2 separate regions of the Astyanax mexicanus genome follow, and region 2 is linked to region 1. The links are chromatin contacts, called in public Hi-C maps. All regions are on one chromosome and are shown on one strand. The core of a region is the stretch at or near the end of the contact, and the rest is flanking DNA. Distances in the headings are between cores, read along the strand shown.

Evidence for each region. A called contact is a pair of places that touch in the nucleus more often than the background predicts.
Region 2: a contact with region 1 is called in a Hi-C map of muscle, with 18 times the contacts expected there. The contact joins the promoter of plpp3 here to the enhancer-like site in region 1. A contact is called at or near these places in 2 of 3 Hi-C or Micro-C datasets (both in muscle).

The regions. Positions count from the first base shown.
Region 1 is chr1:61,489,343-61,491,961 of AstMex3_surface, reverse strand. No RefSeq gene overlaps it. Among protein-coding and RNA genes, the nearest start is that of LOC111191956, 41 kb to the right of the region's middle. Within about 2 kb of position 1,326, the one cell type or tissue checked has an H3K27ac peak away from gene starts, as active enhancers do.
Region 2 is chr1:61,609,937-61,612,555 of AstMex3_surface, reverse strand. plpp3 (phospholipid phosphatase 3) reads left to right here and starts at 1,320. Exons shown (of 6, transcript XM_007260661.4): 1 at 1,320-1,975. The coding sequence starts at 1,837.

The sequences.
Region 1 (2,619 bases), core at 77-2,576:
AGCTAAACATAAAGCACGGCTAAATATATCAATACTGTAATGTTGTAAACCTCACACCATGTCATGGAAATAAAACCTTAACAGTAGAAATATAGCAAATAACATTGACCAGGGTCACAAAATGTAAAATGTGGCTAGTAATTAAATAAATGGTGTAAAATTGTATTTTTTTAGTAGTTGCTGCATTACCTGGATTAACTGTAATAATAAATGATATGTGATAAATGTATCTGGATTGTTGTGTTTAAAATAGCTTGCACAGATGGTACTGAATATGAATATGTACATATATATATATAAAAAAATAATAGTCACACCTGCTGCTTTGGATTTTTCGGTGTCTGCTGCATTTGGCTCTGGCAGAAACCTCTCTGTCATGAACTCCGATCCCCAGAATGCACCAAACACTGAACTCACTGGTTCACATGATCATGTGACACCAGTCCAGTTTATATTGTTCCCATCTGGTTCAATAATTCGTTGCTGAGTATTGTATTGGTTTACTCTGCATACAAAGCACTGTCTACTTTGGTTTTATTCTAGATGTATAACTTGTTTGTTTATTTCCAACCATGCTTTTTGTGTTGCCTGTGATATCCCTTGTGGTGCACTGAACCTGGAATGTTTAACTTAATGTTTAATGTAGACCAACATTCACTACTAACGTTTCCTAGCAAGGCACCTAACCCCTAACTGCTTCCCAAAAGCACCTCAGTGTTAGGATCATTAGCTAGTAGAGAATATTTACTGTCAAACCCCCCTTAATTATTTAAGAATGTTTGTTTTAAGGTGTGTTTGGGAAACTCAGCACGATCCATCATCCATTCAAAGTATTATAATGTGGCTTTTCTGTTTGCTGGGGATAGTTAGGGTTATGTGTTCCCTCTGTAATAAAATGGACCTTTGGTTTAGTAAAACATGATAAAAAGTACTTTACCTTTGATAAACAGCACACCTCCGTTCTCCCACAGCTTTCTGAGATTCAGAAATTTTAACAGTTTTTTTCCAAACACTCTTAATTAATAACTTAAAAAATGCACAAGAAGCTTATTAAAAACACTGTTTACATCCCATAATGCTAACTTCATTACTCCTGGTGCCGGCTGCTACTCTATGCAAAGTCTATGTATAGCGTAGCAGCCGGTGCCAGGAGCAATGGTGGCGTTTGGAACTGAAGCTAGCATTGTAGGATGTATACAAAGGTTTTAATAAGCTTCTTGTGCACTTTTTAAGTTATTAAAAAAGTGATTTATCGGGGGGGCGGCATGGTGGCCCATTGGGTAGCACTTCCGCCTCACAGCAAGACGGCCAGAGTTCGATTCCCGGCTGGGGTGACCGGGGTCTTTCTGTGTGGAGTTTGCACGTTCTCCCTGTGTCTCCGTGGGTTTCCTCCGGGTGCTCCGGTTTCCTCCCACAGTCCAAAGACGTTCTGGCTAATTGGATGTTGGTTAAAATTTCCCCTCTAGGTGTGAGTGTGTGAGTGAATGAGTCTGTGTGTCTGTCTGTGTCTGTCCGGCCCTGTGATGGACTGATGGCCTGTCAAGGGTGTATCCTGCCTTCCGCCCAATGCCTGCTGGGATAGGCTCCAGTCTGAAGGGTGTTTCGACAAACTGTTAAAATTTCTGGATCTCGGAACACTATGGGAGAACGGAGGTGTGTTATAGATCAAAGTTAAGTACTTTTTAACATGCTTTACTACACCAAAAGTCCATTTTACACCAGAGTTCAACTTGAAGGCAGCCTTCTGGAGTTGGGGTGGAAAGTGGAAAAGGGCTCCACTGGTGGAGATGCTCTTTTAAAGAGGAGCTGCTCGTTTCCTTTTCAGAGTATATTTGCTAAATGGGACAAAGGCCTGGCATTATTACTCCGACCTCTGTGAAACAACAGTACAGACTATATTGCTTCTCATACTTACTTTCTTACAGAACGACATAAATGCCTGTTGTTTTGTATTTTTTAACAAGATGATCATTGTAAAAAAGCCTTTCTTTACTGACAAATAAATGTAATTATGCAATTCTGCTGTCCAGAGTTGATTATAAAAAGGCCACAGGTTGTACAGAACACAAATATTCAAATGATCATGGTTTTCTGGTACACGCACACACAGGAAAACACATGACCTTCCGCAACCGAGGCCTTGGCAGCCCTTGTGTTCTCACAAATATAATTCTTAAGCCCTCTCCATGTTACAAGAGACATGCTGAAGCTCTTAAGTTAAAGGGGTATTAAGCCCAATTAAGACTCTTGTATTTTTCTTTCCAGGCTGGACTCCATCCCAGCAAGAGAACAAAACAACATCAGCCTGTCAGACGCAACAACTCTACAGGGCGGCTTATTGCTTTCTCTGGCTTCTCATAAATGTGGAGTTCATTTACAGTGCTCGTCTACCCCCCAACACACACACACACGCACACACACACACACACACACACACACACAAACACAGGCAGTAAATGTATAGATGCTTCTTTGCTCATCAGAGTGCACTCTACATTCACTACTAACTTAGCGGTTGGACAGCTTGATTGTTTTACTCTCAGGAGATGAAGGAGATTGAAAACAGTGAGACACAGAGTCTCACAATTACTGTACTTCCATTTCAGCATTTCCAGTGAC
Region 2 (2,619 bases), core at 71-2,570, 120 kb before region 1:
TACATGCTGTACAATACAAAAATACATGCTGCATAACTATCACTTACAACAAAGTTTGAATATATTTTAAAATATGATTGTGTGATTTATAAAACATACACACAATGCAGAGAAAGGGTTCACAATAATACTGCAACAGTAAAACAGTACGAACATTCAGAAATGTGTTGTTTTTTGGTCATTTATTGTTTATAAATACCGATTTGCAAAACAAACTATTGCTATATTTTGATATTGATATTTCCTTACACCTCTAATAAAAATACATGCTGCATAACTACCACTTACAAAGTATGAAGAGATTTTTTACATTACATTACATTTGGCAGACGCTTTTGTCCAAAGCGACTTACAATAGTGATGTACATTTAGTAATAGAAGACATAGAAGTTCAAGGCAAAAAAAACAAACAAAAAAAAAACCCATTTAAGACAGGGCCCAAAGGAGGCCAAAGGGAAATAGTGGGATAGAGGAGGGAAAAAGAGGGAGCAGAAAATGAGGTTAGAAGTAGTAAGTGCTCTTTGAAGAGCTCAGTCTTCAGGAGTTTCTTAAAGGTAGCGAGGGACTCTTAATTCTCACACTAAAAGCTGACGGGCTCAGTCAACTCTTGAGAGCTGCTCGCTTTGTTAACTATGAAACAAAAGGACCTTTTGGCCACGCCTTATTGGCTATGATTTAATTAACTCGTTCCCTCGCCTTAATTATCTGGTTCCCACGCCTTAGGATCTCGTTTTCATGCCTTAATAAGGCATGGCCACGCATTATTATTATTTTTTTTTTTTTTTTACATGATGTCACTTTAGGGGCTCCGTAATAAAACATACACACAATGGAAAGGGTTCACAACAATTTATAGCAAAACAGTTTATAAGATCAAGGAATTAAAACATGTATTAAAATTTCATCATCAGAATATGAAGAAAAGTGTGTGTGGAGCTTTGTTAGACGTCGTTAAACTCGGGTATAAAGAATATATTGTTCAGAATAGAAGAGTTCAGCTCTTCGTTTGGCGTCTTTCTTTCTTTCTGTCTCTAACCTTCTCAGTGCTTTATGACCGCCTGTATTCCGTGTAGCCCCGCCCTTCTGCGCAATGATTGGCTAGGCGATTCGAGACTCTGCTCCTGATTGCAGCATTGCAGGAGCTACCAGCCAATCGCAGCGCGGACAGTCAGAAGGACACGCTTCCACTCCACTCAGTCTCAGAGCGAGAGGGCGGGGCCTGCCTGAATACGGGTGGCAGGAGGAGCGCGTGCTGCAGGCTCGGAGCGTAAGGGCTGAGCATAATAATAAGCATGCAGGTGGGTCTGGAGGAAGGGGGCTGAGCCTGCTGAAGCTCTCTCTGCTGCACACGGAGAGAGAGAGAGGGAGAAGGAGGAGGAGGAGGAGGAGGAGGAGACGAGGGAAGGGAGTCTTAAAACTGGAGTTGAAGCTCCTGCGCTTTTTAAAACGCCGCTCTCGCTCTTCTCCCCTCAGAAAGCCCTCCAACACTAGAGAAGTGGACTCAAGTTCTCCTCCACTCACTGACTTACTGACTGAAAACACACACTGACCGGGGGGCTGCTGTCTTCATCCCACAGACCGAGAGACGGTGACCGTGAGGCGGGTTATTATTCACTCTACACACCGGTTCAACGGTTCAACATTCAGCAGGACTTCACTCCTCCTCTGAATATCAACTTTTAAGGACTTTTTCTCCTCAAACGAGCCGGACCTCGCCTCCCATCTTACCTTCTACATTTATCTATCTTTTTATCTGAGTGACTGACTGAGTGAGCAAGCTGAGTTTGTGCTCGTGTGGACTGAGGTTTCTGTACAGCAGGAGGACGGAGCTCTCACATGCCAAAATACATGTATGAGAAGGCGATGGCACCCGAAACAAGAAACGGTGGAACTGCGACGTTAAATAGCAGCACTGGCATGAACAAGAGCAAGAGGAAAATTTTAATAGCTCTAGACATCTTCTGCCTGCTCCTAGGTGAGTCTTTAAACCTGCCTCATTTCCCCTTTTTTCATCACTGTTAATCTAGCTAACCTAGATAGATTTACTATCAACAAAACATTTAAAATATAAAAAAAAGAGAACAAAAACAGCTTTAGCCATTCATCAACAAGTCTTACTCTAATTCTACTGTTTTGTGACATGGTGTTAGCCTTACACTCTCAGAAAAATGGTACAAAACTGCTAAACTGTTTGCTAGTTACTCATGTATACAGTGCATGTAATGTTAACTAGACAGTTAACTAACCCTCTATGACATTAATAATATTTTGAGAGAGAAAAAAACTTTTTTCAGACCCTTTTATTTATTGAAATGAAAAAGAAAAAAAGAAACATGTTTTCGTAAGCTTCCAACAAGAAGAATGTAAAAACGTATAAACATTTTTTATTTATTTATGTCTCATTGTATTGGACGTAGATATGCCTTGTAAAATTATATTTAAAATAAAATAATTAAATAAATAAGTAAATACATACATAAACAATAATTTATGCTATGGTATAGAATGGTGTAATAACAAATAAATAATGATGGTTTGTTGCCTCATGCCATAAAGGGTTAAGAAACATAGCTAGGTTAAGTTATTGAGTTGCACTTGTTTTTCCCTATTTTTAAGGGA